Regions from separate parts of the Gossypium hirsutum genome. Here all the other regions are linked to region 3. The links are chromatin contacts, called in public Hi-C maps. All regions are on one chromosome and are shown on one strand. The core of a region is the stretch at or near the end of the contact, and the rest is flanking DNA. Distances in the headings are between cores, read along the strand shown. Region 1 holds the start of LOC107962679 (protein IQ-DOMAIN 14). Region 2 has its middle 41 kb from the start of LOC121220327. Region 3 holds the start of LOC107952707 (homeobox-leucine zipper protein ANTHOCYANINLESS 2).

The links. A called contact is a pair of places that touch in the nucleus more often than the background predicts.
Region 1: a contact with region 3 is called in a Hi-C map of leaf, with 1.9 times the contacts expected there. The contact joins the promoter of LOC107962679 here to the promoter of LOC107952707 in region 3. A contact is called at or near these places in 3 of 34 Hi-C or Micro-C datasets (all in leaf).
Region 2: a contact with region 3 is called in a Hi-C map of leaf, with 1.7 times the contacts expected there. The contact joins the enhancer-like site here to the promoter of LOC107952707 in region 3. A contact is called at or near these places in 12 of 34 Hi-C or Micro-C datasets (anther, callus, fibers and 4 more).

Annotation. Positions count from the first base shown.
Region 1 is chrD08:34,998,778-35,003,264 of Gossypium_hirsutum_v2.1, reverse strand. It overlaps LOC107962679 (protein IQ-DOMAIN 14), which reads right to left and starts at 2,555. Exons shown (of 3, transcript XM_016899154.2): 1 at 1,959-2,555; 2 at 1-33. The coding sequence starts at 2,306. It overlaps LOC107963547 (a long non-coding RNA gene), which reads left to right and starts at 2,753. Exons shown (of 3, transcript XR_001701966.2): 1 at 2,753-3,084; 2 at 3,316-3,391; 3 at 4,153-4,487.
Region 2 is chrD08:35,072,697-35,077,129 of Gossypium_hirsutum_v2.1, reverse strand. No RefSeq gene overlaps it. Among protein-coding and RNA genes, the nearest start is that of LOC121220327, 41 kb to the left of the region's middle. Within about 2 kb of position 1,954, at least 9 of the 9 cell types and tissues checked have an H3K27ac peak or open chromatin away from gene starts, as enhancers often do. A contact at or near this core is called in fibers, hypocotyl and leaf, where this site is marked.
Region 3 is chrD08:35,414,444-35,419,405 of Gossypium_hirsutum_v2.1, reverse strand. It overlaps LOC107952707 (homeobox-leucine zipper protein ANTHOCYANINLESS 2), which reads right to left and starts at 2,788. Exons shown (of 9, transcript XM_016887869.2): 1 at 2,335-2,788; 2 at 939-1,148; 3 at 722-839; 4 at 1-631. The coding sequence starts at 1,147.

The sequences.
Region 1 (4,487 bases), core at 1,306-3,805, 420 kb after region 3:
CAATGCTTTCAATGCCCTCAGTGCCCTCCGTGCCTAGACCAAGTGCCAGCAAAAGTAAAAGATCCAGCATCATTTCCATAAGAGACTATCCAAAACCATTCAATACCAACCAATTGACTGAATGATAACCCTTGTAAGATCTTTGCACAAGAAAAACAAAAGAAAGAAAAACAACAGACTGACATTTCTTTAGTCCTGCCAGAAGCTAAAGCATGTAATGATGCATTAGCCCAGAGATTCTAAAAAATTATTCATACCAGACCGACATCAATCCGGAAAAGAAACAGACAAATTGATAAAATCATTATCTATAGTGAAGTAACAGAAAAGAGAACAGCCTCTCCCACCTAGAGATCATACTAAATATTTCTTTTTAGTATTAACCAAGACTTTACAGCTTTCCAAAAAAGTTTAACCCTATTGTTTAATGAATAGGCATCTCAACAAAGTAACTTTGTCAATTAATTATTGCAAGCTGTGTTCATCTCATATCTTCTCCTCTAAGAACACTCCAGTTATATGGAAAACGTGAAGGAGGCCAAATGCAGTGAATAGTCATGCATGTAACACCGGGAATGCACAAGGCATGGAAAAGAAACTTTAGCTGTTCTCTTTTCTTCATGACTTTTCATTTTTTTCCCTATATCTGTGAAAATAAGGGTATGATGGCATGACCCTACTTATTAAAATGAGCATATTCGTCTCGCATAACTTTAATGTATGAGTTCAAACCTCAATAAACATTGAACCGGTGACAAATTTAAAATACAGGAATAGAATCTAAAAGAAATTCCAAAACTAACTAGCTTTCAAAGGAAAATTAATAATGAGTGATAAAGTTAATGTTATAACATATAAAAAGTAGCCATCTGAGTTGGAAGCATTATTTCAGTTTTGGTGGAATATGAAGATAAACATTATCTAGCCTGCATGTTAATAGTGAGAGATGTCTCAGAAAGCGAGCAACCAACTTTGGCCGAAAATTTCTATAGAACAACCATTTGGGCAGAAATATTTTTGTCTGAATTCTTCTAAATCTTTTAACTGCTAGTCTTTAAAAACCAGTAGGAGACATGAGGGGAAAGACCAGATGAATTTAGTCAAACAAGTCTGTTGAGTATTTCAAATGGGTTAAACTGTGTATTTATATGATATAGTTATTATTCATGGATGTGATATTGTAGATAGATGCATGTATTTTCTAGATGTGAGTTCACTTATATAGTCGTGCAAACCCACATGCGGTCTCATAGAAGAGTACCAGCATCTTATATGCAAACCCAAAGCGCACTAGGAAGCACATGACGTCACACATACTCAATATGAAGTAGAACACACGTGTGGAAGACTTCCACGTACGGCATTACAATTTTGAAGGAATAAATGGACTTTTTTTTCTTTTAAATAATAAAAATAAAGAGAGAGAGAGAAATGACGAATAAGACAGTGAAGATGGTTAGAATGGTTTTAGAGGATAACGGGGAATCGCTTCTCATCCCTGGTGAGTTGCTACTTGTGAAAGAAAAGCCTGATGGCGAAATGACCACCTTTCGTTGTCGGCGTTCGTTACTGGCCCTTTTCAACACAGCTTTTTTTTTCTTTGTTCTTGTTTCCTTCTTCTTCTTATGGGACCATCCATTCCCAGTTGAAGCCTTTGTCAAGATGGGTGTACCAAATACACTCTCAAAGCAACCTTCTAAGCATCTTTAAGCTCTAAAAATATTTTTTTTAAAAAAAGGGGGCTTTTCGAGGTGTTTTTGAAATTTATAAAGGTGCAAGAGGGCTCAAAAGAATACCAACCACAGCTCTGTTTCCAGTTGAAAAAACTAAGGAAAATAACTAACAAGAATTCTTAGCCATCATCGGCAATAAATGAACCTAAAGCCCCAATTTAGACAACGTAATAAAAAAGTTCAAGCAAGAATAAAATAAAATTTAGAACAGAAGAAAATACTAACCAGATAACCTCGAAAAGCGGACTGTATCTTAACAGCCGCTAGTTCTTGTGGGAGGCGTCGGTTGCTCCCATCGGCGCTGCCAACACCACCACTTGTCAGCCTAACAACCTCAGCCGCCGCATGCGCTGCAGCCAGAGCAGCCTCAGCTACAGCAGCAGTGGCGGCTGCTACTGCTATGGCGCGCTTGTTGGCATCCAATGTGCCATTGCATGGACCAGAAAGGGCATCAAGATGAGAAGTCGAAGACGTGGGATGGGAAGATCTGGTAAAGCTCCAACGCCTCCTGTCTTTGTCGGGGCGTTGTTGGGCAGGCTTCTTGGCGCCAAAGAGTCGCCGGAAAAGGCCCATGATTCATTGCCTGTGAACTAGACGAGCACTTGAAGGCATGGTTAATTGTAGTATAAGCATATTTTTCTTTTGTGGGTGAAAAAGAACGAGAGGAACAGAAAGGAGTTAAAAGGGAAGAGCCGGAGAAACTTGGGATTTTGTACCCAATGAAACGAACCACAATTCACAACACCCAAACGATACGCGTCCCTAAGATACCATGTATTACACGCGCCTGGGTTTGCTCAAAATTAGGGGTGAAATAGGAAAAAGTCAAAAAAAAATATTCTAATTTTAAATTATTTGAATCGAGTTAATCGAGTTATTTAAATTAATTTAATATTTTTAAATTTCAAATTTAAGTTGAGTTGAATTTTTGAATTTGATTAACTCAAATAATTCGAATAAATCGAATATCATAATATATTATTTTAAATTTTAAATTTATATTATTTAGTTTAATTAATAATTATTTTACATTTTTCTCCCCATATCCTTTTACTTCCTCTGGTCAACCGCACCATTTTCATCCTTCTTTAGTTCTTCTTCATCAGTTTATGAGGTTAGGCAAATCCCTCACCCGTTTTCGGTTTCCGTCCCTCACCACAGCTATTGCTACTGGGTGTTGTTGATATCATTGTTGTAAAATTTGTTGTTGTGGCAAAGGTTGTTGATGTTGCTGTTGTAAAACGAACTGCCCTTGGATCTTCGAAACTAGTGTTCCTTCTAGCTGCTCCGTTCTCTTCAGTCTTCACCTCGACTTTTTTGCATCTCCTTAACCTCATACCCAGCAGTCCAGGTTTGGTTATAAAACACTTTTACTTTTATTTTAGATTTGTGGGATTGTTATAGGTTCAGCTTATTACCTCTTTCACTCACGAACTAACAAATTGCAAATTTGCTCAGAAGAGCAGCAATTGACTTCTTTGTTCATTGCATTAATTTTTTTTCTTATATTTTATTATGGAAATCAAGACTTAAAGTTTAGTAATTTTTTTAATTTACTAGTTTAGCATATTGTTTTTGCTAGTCAATTTATGTAAATTCGAAGACCCTAGTTGAATCGAGGAAATCCCGATCGTCTTCTTCAATTTTCAGAATGAAAGGTAACCCCATAATTCTTTTTACTATTGTAGTTTGTTGATAAGTATCAATGTCTTTACTTTTTGCTTATTATTTAAGTTGGAATAACAACTTGGATTTGGATCCTGTTTTGAGTAAATTTTAGAATTGTGCTTAAAATAATTAATTAACTACTTTTAAGATGTTTCATCCCTAATTGATTTTGAAACAACACGAAAGTCATTTTTTAATTTAACTCAAACAAATATATTCGGTCTGATTTAAATTTCATCTCACTCGATTTGATTCGAGAAAATTTCAAATAGAGTTAGGATTATAAAATAAGATTCGTCAACTCAATCATCTCGAAATTTTTTCATTCGATTCGATTCAATCGAACACTTACCCCTACTCAACATTATGGTAAAACATGCATATTTTCCATAAACTTAGGTGTGTGCGTTTATTTTACAAAAGCTTTTGAAATCTTTTTATAATTTCCTTTTAAAAGGTAAATTGCATAAATAATCATTATAAAATTATCTTTCAATGTTTTTTTTCAATTACGGAATCATCCTTAATGTTATTAGATTGTTATAAAATAATCGTTCAATCATTAATTATTGTTAATGGAGTAATGACAAATTAGTATAATTAATTAAATTTGTCATATATTTTTCATGTATTTTGTTTCATAATTAATTTATATTTATTATATTTTATTAACAAATAAATTTGTTCTTACTCTTACAAGCCCTAACTTCATCCATTTTTATACCTATTTGTTTTTTTCCCGACATTGAAGCCATGAAAAAAGAAGAAGAAGAAAAGAAAGTAATGGAGCTATCCATTGTGATTCTAGAATGCTATTGTGGAAACCCAACTGCTTTTAAGAACTTCTTGGTCTAATAAAAATCTATGTATATTCTATTTTTGCAAAAACTATGGTTATGGGTATCACAAGCTCTATATTTCTTAGATGGTATAATCCACCTTTGACGGCTTATACAAAAGTTTATTTCATTGGGTTACTAAGAAAAGCGAAAACAATAGAGGAAAAAATGAGGAAAGAGAGAATAACGAGTGTAATGCCCTGGATTTTTTGGGAATCAAAAGAATTAGTTTTGATCCGATTTTTTA
Region 2 (4,433 bases), core at 705-3,204, 340 kb after region 3:
GTATGTTAACATCTCTAATTTTTTGTAAATATAAAATAATATTTCTAAAAATAAATTTTAATTTATATAATTATTAAAGGCAATATGTAACATCTCTAATTTGATAACATCTCAAAATCGCAAATTACATGTTATTTATTAAAGACACAAAGATATTATTAGACTATATAACTTTTAGGTAATTAATGCTATAGATATGTAATAATAGCTATAAATATATAAAATGTAATTATTACTAAATTACTCACGAAAGTTTTTTTAATAACTTTTAACAATGGAATTAAATTTCATGCAAATCCAATAATACATTAAATAAAGAAAAGCTACCAATCTTTTATGATGGAAATCTCTCTAAACCCTGGCGATAACATTTCTCATCAAGAAATTGAGGATGGTGATGGTTCTCGGACAGATGTAGATCGTAATACAAAGAAAGTTCGTTTCAAATAGGGTAATGGTGAGGAAATCACTAATATGATGGTTGAATCTGGTCCGAGTCAAATTTTATCTTGGAAGGATAAACTTCTGGGGAATAAATCTGGAGCGTCTGATAAGTTGGGGTTGGATAATTCTGGTGCTAGTGGTAATGAAGATTTGGAATTTTTGGAAGGAGATATTCACAGATCCATTGTTAATGGAATACCTACTATTGATTTCTCAGAGAGGATCTAACAATATTGGGTATGGGGCTTTAAATAATCGAATCAATAGTTTATGGAATCCCTCCAAGCCTTTCCATCTCATGGACATAGAGAATGGATACTTTCTGGCTAAATTTCAGTCCACCGAAGACTAGGCAAAAGTTCTGTCGCAAGGTCCTTAGCTAATTTATGGTCAATATCTGACTGTTCAACCCTGGACCAAAGAATTCAATCCCTTACAACCATACCCAAGCATGGTGATGGCTTGTATACGGTTACTAGGCCTCCCAGGGTTTCTGTACAAAAGGAAAATTCTTGAAGAAATAAGAGAGACCATAGGAAAGGTTGTTCGGTTAGATTTCAATACTAATAGTAGAATTAGAGGCCACTTCGCCAAGATGGTTGTTTATGTCAACCTGGACAAGCCTCTGGTCGCTCAAGTTCTTATGAGTGGTTTACATCAGAAAGTTGAGCATGAAGCGCTGCCTATGATTTGCTTCACCTGCGGGACGTACGGACATGCTAAGGAGCTATGTGCTTCGCCACAACCGGATCTGGCAGTGGGGAAGGATCAGAAGGGTACTAATCTGACAGAGGCTGTAAGCAGAGGAGAAGGTGCTGTTTACGGGCCTTGGATTATGGTTGAAAGGAAAGGAAGGTGTAATTCTAGGAACAACAATATTAAAAAAACTGATTTTACGGAGAAAGGAAAATTGGGTTCTCGATTTGATGCTCTGGCTAATATGGAAGTTTTGCTTGATCTAAAAGATGAGTTAAATAAGGAAGATACTGGAAAGTTGGCTGGTTTTAAGAATAAATTGAAGGTTGGAGAGAATGTTATGTAACAGGGGTTTAAGACACAGGGCAACCCTAAGTCAACAAGGACTGAGCAATCGGTGGGAGATAGTATATATGATCAAGGTGATGGGCTTTTAAACCCACAAAGGAGAAATCCAGAAGTGAAAGCCTTAGTGGGCCGAACACCTGTTGAGCCTGCTTTAGATATTAGAGCAGCCGGATCAATAGCTCTCAAGGCTGTTATGGACCCATCGAGTAGCTCAATGAATCAGCCCAACAACGTGACGAACCTTCATTACACAGAGTCTGCTCTTCAAAATAACGAACCAGAGAGTTCTTTTCATTTTTTTGAATTATTCTGATTTTTAAAGTTTCGATTGGTGCTAAGATTTTTAAAGCTTCCACTAACCATTCCAATTCAACAACAGCGACTGTTTCTTGCTTTAATCCGTTTTTTGTAGGTCAGGAGGTGAGTGAAGATGGTGGCCCCTCTCTTTCATCCGAGTCAACTTCTTCGTTGTCAGAGCCGGTTGCAGTACAGGTAGGTCATTCCCCTGGTGGTTTAAACCTCATCAGACATATTGTTGTATCGTTCAAAGAGAAAGATTCAGCTAATGGTGCTCAATTGAGGGGGGCCACTGTTTCAGCTTTGGGTGTTAATAAAATTCGGAGTTCGAGGAAAATATTAGGGAGTAAAAATGGGGGCTTTCGTGCTACAAGGAAAATAAACAAAATTACGCATGGGAAAGAGAATAATTTTAAAATTAAAAATTCTTCTAAAATTCCTTTGAGTGTTTCTATGTCTAGGTTGGCTCAGACTGTTTCCACATTACGAAGTGCTAATTAAGGTTCAATAGACCTAGGTGCTGGTAAAAGAATTCAGGAATGATTACTAAAACTCTTGACAGTAAGGTTTCTTGGGGCTTTATTTATTCTTTTCTTGTATATTTTTATTATGGATTTAAATTTGTCAATTTTTTCTTGGAATTGTCAAGGTTGTGCATGTAGCAAATTTCTCCGTGTTTTTCATGAGTATAATTTTGAGCATAAATCGAATATAGTGTGTCTGCTGGAACCGAGAGTTAGTGGTAAAATAGCTAATTCTATTATTGATAAATTGGGTTTTGACTTTTCTCACCGCATTGAGTCTATTGGTTTTTCAGTTGGCATCTGGGTTGGGTTGGTTGGAAGGATAATATTTGCATTAGCATTATTCATAATCATCCCCAATTCATGCTTCTTCGTGTTCATGCCAATACTCACTAATTCATTTTTTTTTATCTTTTTTGTGTGTGGTAGTCCTGACAGAGTTAAGAGGAAGTCTCTTGGACTAATTTAATAGATGTTTTACCTCACGATCCTTTACCTTGGTTGATTATGGGTGATTTAATGTTGTCCTCTCACCTAAGGATAAAAGAAGTGATCGCTCCACTGGTAAGAGATGTAATTTATTTGTTGCAGGACCTTAGATTCATAAGGCCCTCCTTTACCTGGAAAAAAGGTAATACGCATGAGCGGATTGATCAAGCATTAGCTAATGATACTTGGATTTCGTCCTATTGGGGTAGTCTTGTTTATCATCTTCCACGTATTAAAACAGATCATAGGCCCATCCTTCTAAAAACTAATCCTGAATTCAATATTCCCAAAGGGAGGCCTTTTTGGTTTCTTACAGGTTGGACAAAGCATGCGAATTTTATAGCTTTGGTCTCTAGTAAGTGGAGGTTTGCAGGTAACATGAATGATTCCTTATCTAATTTTACCTCACATGTCAAAGAATGGAACATATCTGTATATGGCTTTATAGGCACGCGCAAAAGACAGCTTATGAGATCGCTTACGAGCATTCAAAAGGCCATGGATCGGTTGACCTCCAATAGCTTAGTTAACTTGGAGATGGAAGTTCGAGATGAATTGGAAAGTGTGCTTAACCATGAGGAACTTCTTTGAAGGAAAAAGGCTAGGTATGATTGGCTCCAATTTGGGGATCGCAATACGAAGTTCTTTCATAGTCGTACAATGCAAAGGAAGAAATTCAATCGTATTTTGGCATTACGCATTAGTAGTGGGGACTGGTGTTCTGATCAGAATATTCTTAGTGATGAGGCTGTCAGGTTCTTTGAGAAACTGTATGGTGAAATCCCTACTCCTATGATTAATCTTCCCTCAAATACCTTTCCCTGCCTTAAGGAGCAAGATATTGATTTTCTAAAAAAGCCAATTTCAAATGAGGAGATAAAGAAGACCATTTTTAACATGGCTTCATTGAAAGCTCCATGAAGTGATGTGTTCCATGCGTATTTTTTCCAAAGTTAGTGGGACTCAGTTGGAGGGGCGGTTCGTGAGTGGGTTCAGGGAATCTTTGTTGGTAATAAAATTGAAGAAGATCTTAACAACACTCTAATTGTGCTTATTTCGAAGAAAGATCAATCGGAGGATTTCAGTTAATTTTAGCCAATTAGTCTTTGTTCGATGATGTATAAATTGGTGATGAAGGTGATCGCTAATAAATTTAAAGTAGTGTTTCCGAATTATATATCACCAAAGCAAGCGGGGTTTATTGCTGGTCGTAACATTTCTAATAATGTCATTATTCCGCAAGAAGTCATTCACTCGATGAGTAGTAGGAGAGTTGGTAGAAACTGGATGGCCATCAAGTTGGATCTAGAGAAAGCTTATGATAGGATTAGCTGGGATTTTCTCGATGCGACTCTGGTAGCAGTTGGGATTCCCGTGTTTCTCAGAAATGTAATTATGGGTGCAATTTCTTCTTCCTCTATGCAAATTTTATGGAATGGAGTTCCGTCTTGATCCTTTAAGCCTGTGAGAGGGATTAGACAAGGGTGTCCTTTTTCGCCTTATCTTTTCGTTCTTTGTATGGAATGGTTAGGCCATATTATCTGCTCAGAAATCATAGTTGGTAGGTGGCATTCGATTCGGTTATCTAGGTCAGGGTTAGCGTTATCTCATTTTTTTGCTGATAATCTTGTCATT
Region 3 (4,962 bases), core at 1,539-4,038:
CACGAAGGTAAACCAGTCCAGTTGCCTTTGTAGCCTCAGTTGCGTAGCTGCTCGGTTTCATGCCAATGCAAGAGGAGAAATTCCTCTTGTACTCCTCAACATTCAAGGATTCCATCCCACCACCCAAACCTTTAATCCAAAGAGGATTATCCATCTGCGCCATCTTCATTAATTCATCCATAGCTGACAAAGCAACATCTACAAAGGCTGACCTGTCATACTGCATTTCATTGACCATAGGTTTCACTATGGGCATCATAGACCCATCACCAAACTCAAATCCCATTGGCAAGGACGTTCCTGCATTGTTCAGGCCACCAAAACCATTCCTTCCAACTGCAAGCTCCAAATTGGAGTTTAAGCCGTGAGGAGGAATAGGACTACCAGAGGATGAGAGAGGCCTGCCCAAGAACTTGTTTGTTAAAGCACATATCCGGGTTAGTTCATCTTTTAATCGAGCATTCTCAATCCTAAGTTGGTGCTGCTCGTAAGATATTTCACCGGGTACTGCCGGACCACCACAACTGTTGCATATTGGGGTTGTCATGGCCTGCTTCAACAAATCATTTTCGGCTCGGAGTTTATCATTCTCTTGCCTAAGAATTACATTTTCATGGCGTTCCAATTGGGTCTGGTTAAAAGAATAAATTTTCATCATTAGCAATCTCAAACTCAAGTTTAAAATTCAATAAACAAAAATCAAAATAGATTACCAACTTACCTTCATCTGGGTTCTCCTGTTTTGAAACCAAAACTTTATTTGCTTGCCCTCTAAGCCTAGCCTCCTGCTAAGTTCCATTCTTTGTTTTTCATCAGGATGAGGACACTCCTTGAAGAAACTAGAGAAGAGAGAGATAAACTTCAATAAGCAAATCCATAAATTAAAAATAAAGAGAAAAAGAATTCCTTAGGCTGAAGTGAAATGTAAGTAAGCATACGATTCAAGCTCTTGTATTTGACGTGGAGTGTGCCTGTGGTACTTCTTCTTCTTAGACGGTCCATCGGCAGCAGCATCCTGATCATCACCGGAAGCAACATCAAAATTATCACTTTCAGACCTAATCTCGTATCCGTCTTCCTTCATCCTCCCAACAAAACCCGGATCAAAGTTTTCCCCAATCAGCCCCATCTCACCATGACCATCCATTCTTTTCTGCACCAAAACCAAGTCCCCCTAATAAATGACCCATCTTAAAAATAATAACAAGCACACAGCAAAGCTCAGAAAAAAAAAGTAGGTAATAAATTAATTGAAGGACAATGCACTAGAGAGAGAGAGAGAGAAAGAGAGAGAGAGATGGGGGGGGAGGGGGAGGGAGATGAGACAGTACATATGAGAGAGAAAGTGAGGGAGAGCTTAGCATAGATATGGGAATATGTTGGGTGAGAAGAGGTGGCTCAACAATGGCATAACTTAGCATGCTGTTTTGTGGAACAAAATCAGCCACAACCACCCTTGCACCCGAACTACCACTGTCACTGCTGCTACTACTCTTGATCAAACCCCCAAAACTCATTAAATTAGGAAAAAAGAGACAGAAACCAATTATTTTTAATCTCACACTCCCTCTATTATTTCATGGCGTCTGTTTTTCTATGTTGATTGAAACGGTCACTATCACTTTCACAAGGTTGTGCTTCAGTTTTGTTTCGCTTTCTTATCCATTAATTTGACCTTACAAAACAATACCCAGATTGAGCTAAAGTCTAAAACCTTTTTGACAATTTCATCTCAACAAATACAGAATGACAAGGCTGTCTACCTTGTCAACGCCCATGCATGACACCTCTCTCTCTTGCTCTAAAAAACTAATATATCGTTCTCTCTCTCAAAAAAAGTCAGTTTAAGAGAGAGAAAACAGTGGAGGAACAGGACAAGAGAGACCACCTTTTAATCTTGTAATAATAATAATAAGAAACAACGAGTTCACACCTTCTCTTTTATGTCTTTACCTAAGTCCAGCGTCTCAGCCAGGGAAATCCCTGAAAAAACTCCATGGAAACACTGACAAATATGAAAACCCTAAATTTTCACAGCATCATGCTTGACCAATTGTTTGTCAGCATATTTGACAAAATTGAAAAGGACCCACAGAGAAAAGGAAAAAGCAAAACCAAAAACACAAAAAGGCAAAGCTTATCTCTTTCACATTCACACTATTCAAACACCATATGACGTAGCAATAACCAGAATCAAAGGCATGAAAAAACCCAGTTGACCTCTTTCTCTTTTTTTTCCCCTCTCTCTATCTTCCAGTGCAAGTAAAGAAAATAAACAGGCTGTAAGAAATAAATGCACAAAAACAAGAACCCAAACCCAGAAAAAGCTAGTACCTTTTTTATTTTTATTTTGACAGTGGGCAAAGGTCAGTGTTTTTGAACAGAGTGGAACAGATACAGGTTATCAGATCCTTCTCTCTCTCTCTATTTAACTGTTGGGATCTGTACAAAGAAGTAAAAAGGACAAAGTATATAATAAAATATATGAAAGCTTTTCTTTTTCTTTATTTTAGATTAAAAGAACCCCAAAAAAAATCACTACTAATTATAATGGTGGTTGGATCGTTGGAAGCTGTGAAGATACTGCAAGCTGACTTTACAAAGAAAAAGGGAGAGAAAATCAATAGTCAAACTCGTTAATCCTTTGTTTAATATCAAATGAAAAGGAAAAAAACTCTCGATCTTATAAACCCTAATGAAGACTGTAGCGATCTCTCATTCTCTCTGTCTTTTTTTCCCTTTAATTTTCAATTTTGATGGTATTTTCTTCCTCTTCTTTTTTCTCCCTTTGTCTTCCCCGTAAATATGATATTTAATTAATATAAAGAGGAAATCAAGAGCTTAATGCAGTGTGGGACCCACTACCTCCCAAAACCGGGTTTTGCCGTTTTGGGATATCCGCCTTTCACGCGCTACCCCCGCGCTTGTGTCTGTGCGCGACACTCGTAGTTTCTGGACGAGTTTAAATCCTGTGTGCTCGATACTCTCTACGCCCGCCTATACACTTTACGAATGGAACCTATCCCAAAATGACACGTAAAAGCTGAGATAAAATTCTGGGCATTCTGGGTACTGTTTAGGGTCAATACGGTACTTCTGCAAATATAGATGGGGACAGGGTCTAGATTCCTAAATCTAATTCGGCAGTGATAGTTGGCCTCTGTTGTAACCCTGATTTGGACGACAACTCATTTTTTATTTTTCTTTTTAAAATTTTAATTTTACAAATATATCTGACTTAAGATTTGGTTTTGATTTTAAGATTGTCTTAAGTTTTATTGTCACTTCAATTTCCCTAAGCTTAAGAAAATCAAAGCAATTATTGGAGGAAACGTTCACTAAACTCTTATTATATCATTTTCTAAGATAGATATGTTTGGTACATCTTTTCATTATAATATTTTTATCTTTTACAAGTAAATTTTACAGTTTATACTTAAAAGTTTATAATTATTTTTTAATAGTATCGTTTTAAAAATTCCAGCTAATATTATTTCCTTAAAAGTTTTATATTCTTCTTATTATAATGAGGGTTTAAATTTCGATTAAAACTAAATTAATTAATCAAATCAATTTAATTTAGTTAATCAATCGATTAATTTTAGTAAGAGTGTTTAAATTTTGATTAGAACTAAATTAATCAATCAAACCAATCTAATTTAGTTAATCAGTCGATTAATTGATCTAATTTGGACGAAGGTCGATTAATGATTTTTTTGAAAGTTCAGTTATCGGTTAATTCAATTCGAAATCGGGTAATTAATCGAATTAACCGAACTTAATAATTAATAATACAAATTACATGTAGTTTTAATTTGGATAATTCAGTTAAATGAATATTATAATTTATTTTTTGATATGTTTTATACTTGTTTTGACCAAAAAATATAAATTTCGATTAATTCGATTAATTGAAATATTTTGGTTCGGTTAATTTTTTTGAAAAAAATTCGGTTTAATTAACGATTAAAAGATTCAAAAATTCAGTTAATTCAGCTAATACTAGTTCAATTCGGTTAACCATTTAAATACCCCTACTTGTTGGTTTATTATATTTTTTAAGCTATTGAATTATTTAAATTATTTAATAAGTTAGGACTCATCATCATATGTATAAAACTTTTAATAAAAATAAAATAATTTCATAAAAATAACATTCTTTTGAATAATAAAAATCACATTTTTAAATACAATTAATGAATCACGATTATTTTTTAAACTTTAATTTCATTATAGGTTTTTATCATATCTGTTCTTTTTTATACAATGCATAAAACTACTTATAGCTCATCCTCAACCCTTAACTAGGAGAATAATTAATGCGCTTCAACAGACTCAAACCCACAACTTCCTGCACTAGCAACAATGTCAATACCAATTAAGATAAAACTCAAATAACTAAAACACAATTATTTTTTTATATTATATGTTTAAGTAAATGTTATTGAATAAAACATATACAAAGATACAACACGGATACACTAATTTACATAGTATTTTTTTAAACATAATGTATTATTTGGACCCCCAATTTTATATTTAAAAAATAGTCATTTTAGCATTGCATTTAATTTTTCGCCTTTAACTCTTAAACTTACATTATTTGTCAAATTACTATAAGATGAATGGAAAAGTTAAAGTCTGTTAACATGGCACACACGTGGATGCCACATTAGCAGTTGATTATTTTTTAAAATTTTAAAAATTCAAAAATAATTATTAAAATATTTTTTAAAATTAAAAATGATTGAAATTATTAAAAATTAAAATATAGAAAATTTTTATTAATATGTTTTAACTTTTAAAAAATCAATTAATTGCTATCATGACATATACATTGACTGCCACATTAGCAAACTTAACGGTCGTTAACTTTTCTATCCATTTTGGAGTGGTTTGACAAATAATGCAAGTTCAAGATCTAAAAAAGGTGAAAATTTTAATGGAGGGATAAAATGACTT